Regions from separate parts of the Sus scrofa genome. Here region 1 is linked to region 2. A link is a contact called in public HiChIP or PLAC-seq data. All regions are on one chromosome and are shown on one strand. The core of a region is the stretch at or near the end of the contact, and the rest is flanking DNA. Distances in the headings are between cores, read along the strand shown.

What was found. HiChIP or PLAC-seq counts read pairs in DNA pulled down with a chosen protein or histone mark.
Region 1: a contact with region 2 is called in an H3K27ac HiChIP or PLAC-seq map of alveolar macrophages. The contact joins two enhancer-like sites. A contact is called at or near these places in 3 of 47 Hi-C or Micro-C datasets (embryonic fibroblasts, epiblast stem cells and fibroblasts) and 1 of 2 datasets of contacts at active chromatin or transcription factors (alveolar macrophages).

The regions. Positions count from the first base shown.
Region 1 is chr12:15,804,901-15,808,045 of Sscrofa11.1, forward strand. The region is part of intron 1 of TANC2 (protein TANC2); the gene reads right to left. Among named protein-coding and RNA genes, the nearest start is that of TANC2, 7.4 kb to the right of the region's middle. Within about 2 kb of position 1,536, at least 6 of the 83 cell types and tissues checked have an H3K27ac peak or open chromatin away from gene starts, as enhancers often do. A contact at or near this core is called in alveolar macrophages, where this site is marked.
Region 2 is chr12:15,702,048-15,705,177 of Sscrofa11.1, forward strand. All of the region lies in intron 3 of TANC2 (protein TANC2), which reads right to left. Among named protein-coding and RNA genes, the nearest start is that of TANC2, 110 kb to the right of the region's middle. Within about 2 kb of position 1,819, at least 2 of the 83 cell types and tissues checked have an H3K27ac peak or open chromatin away from gene starts, as enhancers often do. A contact at or near this core is called in alveolar macrophages, where this site is marked.

The sequences.
Region 1 (3,145 bases), core at 286-2,785, 100 kb after region 2:
GGCTACAGCTCTGATTTGACCCCTAGCCTGGGAACCTCCATATGCCATGGGAGCTGCCCAAGAAATGGCAAAAAGACAAAAAAAAAAAAAAAAAATTATCTAAAGGTGAGGAATCATTATTAAGTTCATTTATTTAAAAATACAAAACTATCCAATCTAGAACCAAATTTGCACACAAGTGATCTTTCCCAAGGCATTAAGCAAGATATCTTCAGGATTAAACTAGTTTTTGTTTTACAACTAGCACAAACTTATTAATTTATGGATATTACAACCAAGGATAAAATTAAGATAAAGTGAGCTAAGTGCATTTAAAGAAAAATATTCAATGAATAATTACTCGCACATTATGTACACAAATTAGCAGAAACAGGCAAAATGTTACAGAAATAATTGAACCTTGGGGGAAAAAATGAGAGTTTGAATACTTAGAGGGGCACTTTTTCTAGTATATTATTTTACACTGTAAATAGGCAAGTACTTTTTATTAAGCAGATCACAAAAGAAAACCAACCACCCTGACTATCACATACAAATTTTTTTAAAAGACAATTTAAAAAGCAAACAATACGGCACATAGTGGCGGGGAGGGGGGGCACAGATAAAGTTATCACATAAAGTTTGAGTTATTTACAAAAATATGAAATGCTTGTAAAAGTAGAAAATATTTATATGATCAAATTGAAAAAACTGTCAAAGGGCTCAAGGTCTCAACAAGTGCTGTGGTTTTCCATCTTAGGGAAGAGATTAAAATTAATTTTTCACCAGTTTGTGGTGCAAAGGCAACTAGTACAAAAAGAAATGCATACTAGGAGTCTGCCCAAGAGCATCCTGCTTCTAAGAGTTTTTATTTTTAAGTTTACAGTTATTCAAGAACTTTCAGCTCTCTTCATATCCTCCATAAAAGAAATTATCAAGACACAAATAAAACTAATGAGTAGCCAAATTAACACGGATTTTTCAAAAAACCTTGCTAGGTTGACAAAGAGAGCAAGAGGGGTTCCAACTGTGGCACAACAGGATCAGCAGCATTTCTGGAGCGCTGGGACATAGATTGATCCCCAGCCCAGCACAAGTGGGTTAAGGATCCAGGCGAAGGTTGACACTGTGGCTCAATCTGATCCCTGGGTCAGGTAACTGCATATGCCTCAGGGCAGCCAAAAAAAGATGAAGACAAAATAACAAGAAAAAGCTGGACTGATAATGCTAGTAAAATATTGTGGAAAGGATCACATCAAAAAACAGGTCACTTCCCAAAACCTAATAAAAATTATCATTTATTAAGTACCAGACATCGTCCTAAGGATTTTTCACTGAAATTATTTCATCATCATCAAAACCCTGCAAGAGAGTTTTTAGCACGTTATACAATAGCTACCGAGTGATAATTTGACCTTGTTTTCATGATTCAAAAACTCACAAATTCAATGAAAAAACAAAACTCACAAACTCATGTTCTCCTATACAGTCTCATGACTCTAAAATTTCAAAAGCTTCTTACAACAAAGCAACAGTGTTGTCATCCTACAATACAGCAATGTCTGAATAACAACTTCCAAAGGAAGTTGCTCTTCCTCTTTAAATCCCTAAAAAAGGAAGAGCTAAGATTCTGTGAGGCTGAAGCAAAATTTGAGTATGTAGTAACTCTTCATTCCACATGTGTACTAAAGCTAATTACCTTCATTCACCCTAACACAATCCTCAGGAGCTCTACAGGATTCCATGGAATTTGAACAGAAACAGAATTCTAGAGTACCCATACCCATCAAGCGACTTAGCTTTGCCTTATCAAATTTCAGCAGTCAGAGCTAGAAATTGTGGGACCCCTTAACACAAAATTAGGAACAAAGGGCTAAGAAGAAACTTCCTTCACTTAAGCAGAGGGAATTTACTGAGATCTGAGGCAGTGTCTCCTGCCTAAATGATTAAATCACAGTTTATACATACCCACTCCCATTTCCAAATTTATTAGCTAATCTACTTACAGATGTCCCCACAGGTGGGGCAAGGGAGTTTCCCTGCCAAGAAAAAACTGGTGCCTATTTCTTTGTTGTCAATCTCTAATCAGATATGTCATCTGACATAACTATGTATGATAATGGTATTACAGACAAGGAAATAAGCATGGCTACCTGGACCAAAGATAAGTGTTTGGAATCACAAAAGTTTTCCATTGCTTATATACTTTCTTTGTGAATTTTAGGTCTGCAGTACTTGCTGACATTTATAAAAAGACATCTACAAGTCACTGTTTTCACGATACTCTTACCATTTAAAGAGTAAAATTTATCAACAATGGTCAGTGAAACTTTAGGAAAGTAATAAACTTTAAAACATTTTTTTCAACTATATTTTTCCCAAAGGTAGAATGAATATCTACAACACAAAACTGTTTGGGTTTTGTTTTGGTTTTTTTGTCTTGAACTGCCCCTGCGGCATACAGAAGTTCCTGGGCCAGGGATCAAACCTGCATCACAGAAGCAACCCAAGCCGCTGCAGTGACGCCACCAGATCCTCAGTCTGCTGTGCCACAAGGAACTCCCAAGACACAGAATTCTGAATTACAAATTTAGCTTTTATTTAAGGAAGAAGATGAAATGCCTATCCTCACCTGAAAGACTGGAGGAGTAAAGGTGGCATTATCAGGAAGTCAATAAACATATAATACATTGTAGGTAGTCAATAAATATTTAAGGGAATGATTTAATGTATTAATATACTGCATAGAAATCCCCCAACTTTCCCAACATAACAAATCTAACTCATATACCTTGAACATGATGTGTCTATATAATAAACTAATACACAAAAATCAAGGGTTTTTTCATATAACAATGACTCCTTTTAATACAAAATACATATATGAGAGACTCAGACCAGAGCAAATAAAGAAAAATGTTCTCTTACATGCTCTGCTCCAAACCTCTCCACTTGGGATACCTCTGCTGAGAAAAAAAATAGTAGAATCGAATAATACATTTTGTCAGAAACTTCTTCAGAGTTAGACATAACATGGGTGTCAGAAGGCAGCACAAGATGAGCCTGTCAGATAAATTACTAAGGCAATGAAAATTTTAAAAAACATACCAAAAAAATTATTCACTATCATGCAACTACTCAGTTTAAATGACTGACATCAGTATCT
Region 2 (3,130 bases), core at 569-3,068:
CTATCATTCTATATAAGAAAATACTATTGGTTTAATACAGAAATCTTTGTCACCAAACTAAAGAATAATTTGTGTATGTTTCGAGAGCATGAACATCTCATTTCTACATTTTATATATTTGCAAGGAAAGAAAAAGAATCAGGAGATAGTAATTTGAAAATTTAGTACATAATTACTAGAGATATACCAGCATGTGGTAATCAAATAACACTCACTACAAATAATGGGAATCACACAAAGCCAAGCACTGTACAAGTTCCCAGTCTTCCAACATGAGCTAATCCTGGGCATTATTATATCAATACACATGTTACATATCAGAGTCTAATGCTTGCACAATGCTATCTTCGCAGAAGTAAATCAAAACTGGGCTTTGACCATGCACCTATTCAATACCTAGAACCAAAGAAGTTCTGGTTAGATATAACCTCTACTGAAAAATAACTTGCTTCAGAAAAGAGAGCTAGTACAACAACAACAACAAAAAAACCTCAATTCTGATGAAGTAACCCACGCTGCCTAAAATACAGAACCAGAATTCCTAGAATTGATAAGCTTCTTTCATCAACTTGAATGGCCTAAATGCAAGACACTGGCACTGTGCTAGATGCTAAGATTCTACTGTTGATAAGCTCTTAGACTGTTAAGAAAAATCAAGATCCAACAAATAAGAACAAGTATAGTAAATAATACAATCCAGTAAAATACAGTATGCTATATTGGAAAGCAGAAAATAAGAACCCAACCTTAGAAAGCTATATACATATATAACTGGCCAATCAGTTTTACAGTCATATTTCGAGAGCCCTATTTCACAAATCAATAACCACTTCATAGTCTGACAAAATACATACATCCAAATTTCTCACACTGCTGCTTTATTTTTTCAGTTACATAAGTAACAGAAGTGACTACTGGATCAATAAGTGGCCTGGGCACACACACACACATTTCCATGCACACTAAGTGCTAGATCCTCATTCGAACTTTCATTCAACAAATACTGACAAATTTTTATATTAAGTGTTCTAAGGCTAGAGTGGTGAATAAGATAGTCTCTGCTCAAATGAAACAAATTTCCTAGTAGTTGCGACAACAATGAACAAGTAAATAAACACAGGTAGAAGTAGTTATTGTGAATATTATGGCTAGGTATTTAGGAGGTCAGAGAGTCTCTGAACGAAGCAGAAATCTACCGACCTTAGTCACAAAGAACAAATGTACAGGTCCTGCAAAGAAAATGCTCTTACCATGTTTAGGTAAAAAGGCCAATACAGATGAAACAAAGTGGATAAGGGAGAGAGTGGAAGGACATAAAGTGTGAGGAAAAGGGTAACTTGGGGGGGTGGTCACATAGGGACTGACAAAGACTCTGGAGTTTATTCTGAACATGATAGGAAGCCACTGGAGAAGTTTTTTTTTTTTTTTCAAGTTTGGGGAAATACATGATTTGATTTAACTATAGTATCAAACAACAGACTATATGTTGGCAAGAATGGAAATAAGGTAGGACACAGAAATGATGGTAGTTCAGACTAAATGGCAATTATATAGGTGGTATGGAAATGACAGAAAAATGTTACCTTAAAAAGAACAAATTTTTGAAGCATTACAAAACAAAACACAAAGCCGATAATAGAAGAGAAATGTTAAGAAATCCACAGAAGACAGAAACTAGATGCAACTAAAATGAGGAAATTATAGCCTACAGCATGTGTAGGAGGATAACTGTGAAAGATGAGAGAGAGTGTTGCCAGGTTAGTTTTAACCACAGAAGCAAGAGATGCAAGGAGCAGGAAGTGCCCAGGGGCAGCGGTCTTAATGAGCGGAGTGGGATCTGATTCACCGCAAGTCATCAGGCCATCTCCCATCTATTACACTGGATAAGCAGATGCCATCAGAGGTCTCTGCCCCTGAACTTGGAGCAATGAGTGTGGAGATGTCTGAGTCAGAATCCACTGTATTTGAGAGAGAGATCAAAGGCCAACCCAGTTAGTTAACACACAGGAGACCCCGAAGGATAAAACATCTCACCAGACACCTTAACCTTACATGTCTGCTATTATTATTGGAGAAGAGACATTAAATAGAAACTCGATCCACAATCAGGCAGGGTGATTATTAGGCATTATGTACCTCTACTGACATATCAGTTGTTTAATGTTAATGTTTATTCTGAACAGATTGGCATCTGTTCTTACTGGTTGATATTTATGGCATATTCATTATTAATTATTTTGAATATTACCCCCTGAACACAAAATATAATAAAACGGAAGGGCTCTGGTTCTGGTTCTGGGTAAAATGGAGAATGTACACTCTACTTTTACTGAATGAAACTAAAACCCCTAAATATAACTGAATACCCTGGAAAGAATGATGGAGTAGCAATCTGAGATCTCTGAAAACTAAATAGTAGCAGGCAAATTGTGGAAGGAAACCAAAACTTGAAGGACAACCAATTCAGTGGTGCATTCATTTCCTGCTGTTTATGTCCCCAAACCCCCAGCCTGAACCCAAAGAAAATCCAAATCCTAGAATGGCACATAAGGAACAAACAAAAAGATCCAAGTCTTCTCTTTCTAATTAGAGAATACAAATTGGGCAGTGGAGGGGGAGGGGGGATCCACACAGGAATGATGAAAATGTAGGGAAATCTCCTGGATCTTTTCTCTTTTTCCTTTCTCTTCCAGTTCTGGCCACAGGCAAGCCTATTTCACTAATAGCAGTAGCTCTGAGGGAGGAGGACTCCTCTCTGACTAGAGGAGCAGTGATATAAGGAATATGATATAACTTATAAGGAGAAATCAATAAATCCACACTTATGGTCTGAGATCTCAACTTGTCTTTCCTAATTGACAGAATGAGCAAACAGAAAATTAGCAAAGACATAGAAGACCTGAACAACCAGACTGACATTTATAGAAGCTTCCATGTCAAAAGAGCATAATACACCTTTTTTTTTTTTTTTTTTTTTTTTTTACGTGCACACAGAACATTTAAGATAGATCATTTACTGGGCCATAAAATAAGTCTCAATAAAACATGATTTAACTCACAGAATGTGAGTTCTTTGATCAGAGTGAAATTAAATTAGAAATCAATATAAGGAAGATACCTGGAAAATACT